Linked DNA regions of Sus scrofa: region 2 is linked to region 1. A link is a contact called in public Hi-C data. All regions are on one chromosome and are shown on one strand. The core of a region is the stretch at or near the end of the contact, and the rest is flanking DNA. Distances in the headings are between cores, read along the strand shown. Region 1 holds the start of NFKBIA (NFKB inhibitor alpha). Region 2 overlaps KIAA0391 (mitochondrial ribonuclease P protein 3).

The links. A called contact is a pair of places that touch in the nucleus more often than the background predicts.
Region 2: a contact with region 1 is called in a Hi-C map of liver, with 2.6 times the contacts expected there. The contact joins the enhancer-like site here to the promoter of NFKBIA in region 1. A contact is called at or near these places in 5 of 5 promoter capture datasets (fetal liver, fetal skeletal muscle, liver and 1 more), 28 of 47 Hi-C or Micro-C datasets (adipocytes, adipose tissue, alveolar macrophages and 14 more) and 2 of 2 datasets of contacts at active chromatin or transcription factors (alveolar macrophages and skeletal muscle).

The regions. Positions count from the first base shown.
Region 1 is chr7:64,506,151-64,509,901 of Sscrofa11.1, forward strand. It overlaps NFKBIA (NFKB inhibitor alpha), which reads left to right and starts at 1,969. Exons shown (of 6, transcript NM_001005150.1): 1 at 1,969-2,195; 2 at 2,770-2,878; 3 at 3,230-3,440; 4 at 3,730-3,751. The coding sequence starts at 1,969. LOC110261573 (a long non-coding RNA gene) reads right to left here and starts at 2,763. Exons shown (of 3, transcript XR_002345861.1): 1 at 2,414-2,763.
Region 2 is chr7:64,688,184-64,691,934 of Sscrofa11.1, forward strand. All of the region lies in intron 5 of KIAA0391 (mitochondrial ribonuclease P protein 3), which reads right to left. Among named protein-coding and RNA genes, the nearest start is that of PPP2R3C, 73 kb to the right of the region's middle. Within about 2 kb of position 1,713, at least 6 of the 83 cell types and tissues checked have an H3K27ac peak or open chromatin away from gene starts, as enhancers often do. A contact at or near this core is called in fetal liver, liver and omental adipose tissue, where this site is marked.

The sequences.
Region 1 (3,751 bases), core at 719-3,218:
CTGTGACCTATACCACAGCTCATAGCAACGCCAGATCCTTAGCCCCCTTGATTAAAGCCAGGGATCAAACCTGCCTCCTCAAGGATGCTAGTCAGACTCGTTTACTCTGAGCCACGACAGGAACTCCAAGTAATACCATTTTTAATCTGGAAAAAAATCTAAATATCATTAAATCCAACCTTGTTATTATAAAAGAAGGTACCCCATAGCAAAGGTAGCTAATTCATTCAACTAATGTGCAGCTCATTAAGGGTGGAGCTGGGAAGTGAGATCTCCTACTTAGCGTCACATGCCACCTTGCCTAATAATGATGTATTTGTCTATCAAATGCCTACAAAGACATACAGAGTCTCTCCCTGGACAGTTTTCATTTTATTATGTGATCGTTACTACCCCAAAGATTTCTTTCTTGATTTTATTTTGTCCCTCATATTCTGTCTGTCATCCCTACATTCAGATATCAGAGGTGGGGGTATTGGGGAGGGGGAGATGAGGAGAGGAAAAGGATTGGTTGGTGCATGGCCAGTCAAGTTGAAGATGATTGCAACAATCACGAGAAATCTCTGCAAAACTATAAAAGCTTCCTGGGGTGCCTTCTGAAAAAGTCTGATCCAAGTTGCTTTATTAGGGCCTGGACCATTTCTAGAAGTAGATGAATGCATTCCTTTCATTGGCTAGGAGGTGGGGATGGGGCAGAGAGCATACTTCTGTTTCTGCAGCTGAGACCTGGACATGGTGAACCTGGAGTAGCTACCCATATGGCATGGACAGGTCCAACTGCTGCCCCCTCCTTTGTCCCCCAAGAAGCCAGCAGGGGCAGGATGAAGGCCACCTTGGGGCTGCCCTGAGCCTCCTGCAGTATGCCTGGCAACTACTTTCTTAGCCATCTTTAAGGCCCAATCTTGGGTAAAATACTACTCAACCCATTCTTTAGCCACCTTCTCCAAATGCTTCTAGAAAGCGGCCCCCACAAGTAGGTTCTCTGCAGCAGCACAGTGCAAATGGAGGAACACGACCTCAGTAATTATTTTGTCACTGCAAAGTATCTACAACCTTTGCTATAAAAATTAACACCTTGCTTTCCCTGAAAAATAGCCCAGTCATATCCAGCATTTTCCAGCATCCAGGGCAGAGTGCTTGCTCCTCCCCCAGTCAACAGGACTGTTCATACCGAGGAAATGATTTGAGGGTTCTCTAAGCATTTACGCTGTTAATGCTAAAGCTTTCACGACTTCTACCTGAGGGGGGCTTGAGGGAGGGGGAGGTTTATGTCCCTGCACTGCCAGGAGCCTGGTCTTTGGTAGGAACGCAGAGGCAGCCGGCGACCTTCCACCCTCAGTGTGTCCTTCCCCAGGAGTTTAGGGAAGTGAATCCCTAGATCCAGCCAACATTTCCACTCCCATTTTCAAGAGATTAAAAAAAAAAAAAAAAAAAAAAAAGGAAAGCATCGGCAGGTCAGCAAACCAGCAGTTCTCCATCCTTGGGATCTTAGCAGCCGACGACCCCAAATCAAATCGATCGTGGGAAACCCCAGGGAAAATAAGGTTCCATGCAGAGGGCCAGGATTACTGACTGCAGGCTGCAGGGAAGTACCGGGGGAGGGGGCCGGGTCGGGAGGACTTTCCAGCCACTCAGCGTGCATTAAAAAGTTCCCTGTACATGACCCCAGTGGCTCATCGCAGGGAGTTTCTCTGATGAACCCGGGCGCGGGGTTTAGGCTTCTTTTTCCCCCAGCAGAGGACGAGGCCAGTTCTCTTTTCTGGTCTGACTGGCTTGGAAATTCCCCGAGCTTGACCCCGCCCAGGAGAAATCCCCTGCCAGCGTTTATAGGGCGCCGCGGCGGCGCTGCCGAGCCCACAACAGTCCGAGGCCATCGTCCCGCCCGCCCGAGCCACCGCGAGCAGCCAGCGCGCCGCGCAGCCTGTGGCCCGCGCACCTAGGGAGCAGCGCCCAAGCCCTCATCGCGCCATGTTCCAGCCCGCAGAGCCCGGCCAGGAGTGGGCCATGGAGGGGCCCCGGGACGCGCTCAAGAAGGAGCGGCTACTGGATGACCGCCACGACAGCGGCCTGGACTCCATGAAGGACGAGGAGTACGAGCAGATGGTGAAGGAGCTGCGCGAGATCCGCCTCGAGCCGCAGGAGGCGCCCCGCGGCGCCGAGCCCTGGAAGCAGCAGCTCACCGAGGACGGAGACTCGTAAGTGTCGCGGGCCCGGGTGGCGGGGCCGGGTGGGGGCGCTGGGCCTGCAGCCGGAGGTGCGGGGCCCGCGCTGCGGCCGCGAATCGGGGTTCGTGCACGGACCCCGAGGCTGTGCAAAGGTGCACGGTTGCGCGTGGGAGCCGGGGATCGGGGATTGGGGCCGTGGTCCCGCGGCTCTACCTTGCAGCCGTGCACACCTCCCACCCCTCACCCACCTTTGCGGGTCCCCTCGGCCGGGGGCGGGGCGGCCACGGGGACGCGAAGTCCCCGCTTGCATAAGGGGGGGCGGGAGTTTCTGCCCCGCTGGCGGGCGGGAGGGGAAGTACAGGGCGTTCCGGCCCGGCGGGAGGGCGGGGCGGTCTGGCCGGCGCCCGCCGCCTGGGGAGGGGGGGGGGGCGGAAAGTCCCTGGGTGCCTGCCAGGAACACTCAGCTCATAATAACCTCGCGGAAAACACCGCGGCCTCGGCCTCCAGAAACCCCGGGCTTGCGCAATCCCCTGCGGGCTGTGCCTCCCTGGGCCCCACGCAGTGCACTCACCAGCCCTGGGGGTTTTCCCTCTCTTCCCCTCAGGTTCCTGCACTTGGCCATCATCCATGAAGAGAAGGCACTGACCATGGAAGTGGTCCGCCAAGTGAAGGGAGATCTGGCTTTTCTTAACTTCCAGAACAACCTGCAGCAGGTGCGCTGCTTGCCCGCCCCGTGCCTCTTGGGTTCTGCCTCTCTGACCCCTTGATGGAGCTGGATCTAGCACAGTTATTTCCAATGATTTCCCAATTAACTGCCCCTAGTCATGATCCGCCCTGAGCTTTTACATCTGAATCAGCCAACATCCTAGAGAGGAAGGAAAAATCCCATTGATTTGGTGAGGCTTTTATGAAGCCCACCTGGGGTCTCCCGTCTGTTTCCTTAACCCCTTGTATCTGTCTGGGAGGAGCGGCACGCACAACCAGGATATCTCTAGGGTTCAAGGGGAACATGGATTGTGGGTTTGATCCATGGCTTATCCTTTCTGTCCCTCTTCTGTTGGTAGACTCCACTCCACTTGGCGGTGATCACCAACCAGCCAGAAATCGCTGAGGCACTTCTGGAAGCTGGCTGTGATCCTGAGCTCCGAGACTTTCGAGGAAATACCCCTCTACACCTTGCCTGTGAGCAGGGCTGCCTGGCCAGTGTGGGAGTCCTGACTCAGCCCCGCGGGACCCAGCACCTCCACTCCATTCTGCAGGCCACCAACTACAATGGTAAGTCTGGCTGCCCTATGCATCAGAGGGCACGTGACACAGACAAGGGAGAGGTGGGCCGACTTAAGGCAAGGTGTAAACTCTCAACACGTGAAAGGCTGAGAAAACATGTATGCATCAAGGTCTTAGTAAAACATGTATGCATTTGATGCCTTACTAAAGTCCATTCAGAACCCAGAGTCTGGGTTCTTCAAATTCAGAAGACCTCCTCCCTTAAAAGAATAGGTGAAAGTTCTGAGAAGTGAGGGTGGCAACAAGTGCTTATATTTTGTTACTTTTGGTACTCTAGGCCACACATGTCTGCACTTAGC
Region 2 (3,751 bases), core at 463-2,962, 180 kb after region 1:
GCTGCAGCAGCCCAGACACACCTGGCAGCCTGGGACTCGGAGGGAAGCAGTGTCAGATGCCATGGGAGAAGTGGCACCAAGTACCTGCTCCTGGTGCCCCTGGGGCCCACCTCAAGTGAGGGGGAGAAAGGTCTTTGTGGTTTTGTGGTATGTGTTTCAAAAGTTAAGAATCTAATTTTTATTAAAATGGCAAGATCACTGTGTCAAAAAAAAGAAAAAAAGAAAAAGAAATCAAGTCTCAGAACAGCATGGAAAAGAGCAGAGAAACAGTGGGAAAGATCCCCACCTATTCCTTCTGCAGCAACACACCAAAACAACTATGTCTTTTCATGAGACATACGTAAAAAGGGCCTCTACCTATTATAATATATTTATAACCCTGCTAAAGAGAAGTCTTATGCACTTGAAACAATCATTAGGGAATCCCAAGCAACCTTTAAATGCTAAATATAATCTTGCAATTACAAAAAATAACTGGATAGACATGCCAATTTTATTAGTACAGCTAAACTAGGAAAAACGCAGGTAGAGCTAAACAAAATTGATGCAAAAGAACCAAAAGTGTTGAGAGTATCATGTGTGGAAAAAAGTTTTTAAGTTCCAAAGCACTGCAAACCACGGAAAGGGTAAGTTCTTTTCTTTGCATTTCCACTGACTCTAAAAATAAACCTCTAACATTTTCCAGTCTATAAAAGAAATATAAGCTCTTTATTTTAAAATATTCCAACACTACATAAATGCATCATATAGAAAACCATAACCATCCCCTATGGAGGTAACCAGTGTTAATAGTTGGGTAACAACTGCTTTTTTGACTACTTGAGACAAAGGAATAGGAGAGCTGCTCTGAACCAGTTTATATACTATTTCAGTTTCCCCTTTGAAGCCCTTCCTACTACTCCACTGCTAAGGAGGCAGAAAAGGAAAAATAACACCCAAAACACATGCTGATCCTCCAAAACAGGCAAACCACAAACAAGATTAATCCTTGGAAAAAAGAAAGGGGGAGGGGTGGGACTTGGCAAAACTATTACACTAAGTGGCAGAAACAAATATTACTGGAATTTGAAAAATGGAGTAAAAGTAGGAAAAATGCTAACCTTTCCTTTGTGCTGTCCTCAATAATCAAAAAAGGGGATAGCACTTTTTTCTTGAGAGAAAACTGAAGTAACCTATATAATTATCAATGTTTTTTTAGCTTTTAAAGAATGTTGTAGGAGTTCCCTCATGGCTCAGTGGGTTAAGGATCTAGCATTGCACTGCTGTGGCTTGGGTTTGACCCCTAGCCCAGGAACTTCCATATGCCATAGGCATGGCCGGAAAAAAAAAAAGAAAAAGAAAAAAAAAATGTTGTACAAATTAGGATTTCTGGAGCGCCAGAAGTAAGGAAGTGCTCAAAAAACACACACTAATGAGCAAATGGCAAAGGAACACAAGAGCCAACAAAAAGCTTGCAGCTTCCAGAGCTAAAAAAATGATAATGACAAAATAATGTAATATTAGATTATAACCTAAAGTATAAAATAAATATCCACAAGTCCATACTACTATAAATAAGTGATAAAATAAGTAAATGGGGGAGAACAGACACATTTCCCAAGCAGAATTCCAAATAACTTGTGTAAATACTTTGCCCCCAAGGAGGCGGAGCATAACTGCTGCCACTTTTAGTGTGGGCTGCACACTGACTTCCTTCCAAAAATAACAGTAGGAAAAGCGGGGGAGAAAAAAATAACCTCACGGTGGAGAAACTTGACAAACACTCCCTCAGTCAGGTGATCAATATCACATCAACAGCGATAAGTCACATTGCTAGTGTGTACTTTTACTAAAAAATGCTATGAGAACGGCATTTTACCTCTGTGGTCTTCCTCTGCTAAACCTGTAAGTACAGCCTAATCATGAGGAAAACATCACATAAATCCCAATTGTGGGACAGTCTACAAAACACCTACGCAGTACTCCTCAAAACTGTCAAGCTCATCACAATCAAGGCCCGTCCAGAAACTGTCACAGCCAAGAGGAGTCTCACGACACAACAGCTAAATGTAATGTGGGATCCTGGAAGGGATCCTGTTAGAAAAAGGACAGCAACACAACTTAGAATAGATTTACAAGGAGATCCTGCTGAATAGCATTGAGAACTATGTCCAGACACTCATGTTGCAACAGAACAAAGGGTGGGGAAAAAAATGTAATTGTAACGTATACATGTAAGGATAACTTGATCCCCCTTGCTGTACAGTGGGAAAATAAATTAAAAAAAAGAAATTAAAAAAAAAGAAAAAGGATAGCAAGTGAAAACTAAGGGAATACGAACAAAGTACGAGCTTTGGAGAATGATAATGTATCCATGTTGGTTCATTAACTGTGACAAATTTACAACTAACAGAAGATGTTGGAGTTCCTATTGTGGCTCAACAGTAACGAGTCCAACTAGTATCCATGTGGACTTGGGTTCAATCCCTGGCCTTGCTACCATGAGCCATGGTGTAGGTTGCAGATGTGGCTTGGATCTGGCATTACTGTAGCTGTGGCTTAGGCCAGCTCCGATTAGGCTCCTAGCCTGGGAACATCCATATGCTGCATGTGCAGCCCTAAAAATCCAAAAAAAAAAAAAAAAAAAAAGGAAGATGTTAATGACAGAGAAAGGTAGGTAGAGGGCATGTGGGAACTCCCTGAACTATCACTGCAATTTTTTTTTCTGTAAGTCTAAAACTATTCTAAAAGAAAAGTTCATTTTAAAAGAACTAAAAAGTCGGGAGTTCCCTTTGTGGTATTGTGGAAACAAATCTGACTGGAATCCATAAGGACATAGGTTCGATCCCTGGCCTCGCTCAGTGGGTCAAGGATCCGGTGTTGCTGTGAGCTGTGGTGTAGGTTACAGATGTGGCTCAGATTCCACGTTGCTGTGGCTGTGGCATAGGTTGGGAGCTATAGTTCTGATTCGACCCTGGGAACTTCCATATGCTGTGGATGCAGCCCCAAAAAACAAACAAAAAAACCTAAAAAAAATATCTAAAACGAGGGTAAGAGTATATCATTTTTAGGGCCACACCTGTGGCATATGGAGGTTCCCAGGCCAGGGGTCTAATTGAAGCTACAGCTGCCGGCCTACACCACAGCCACAGCAACACCAGATCCCTGACCCACTGAGCGAGGCCAGGGATCAAACCCACAACCTCATGGTTCCTAGTCGGATTCGTTTCTGCTGTGCCACAACGGGAATTCCCAAGTATATCATTTTCTTATATGGAGAGAATAAATGTCATATCAATTCTTCCTGAATTAATACAAATAATACAATAATACCAATAAAAATGGTATTATTTTTAAATTAGATATAAGCTAATGATATACTTCTGAATTGAATGAATAAACAGCCAATCCTTATTTTTTTCTGTTTTCTTTAACTTTCTTACTTTTTAATCACCCCAAAAGCTTAAGCTTCTTATAGGCTATATAACTGACTTTTTCATTTTTTGATATGTATTTTTTGTCTTTTGTCTTTTTGGAGCCGCACCCATGGCATATGGAGGTTTCCAGGCTAGGGGTCTAATCAGAGCTGTTGCTGCCAACCTACACCACAGTCACAGCAATTCGGGATCCAAGCCGTGTCTGCTACCTACACCATAGCTCACAGCAACACGAGATCCTTAACCCACTGAGAGAGGTCAGGAATCGAACCCACAACCTCATGGTTCCTAGTTGGATTAGTTTCCACTGCGCCATGACGGAAACTCCATTTTTT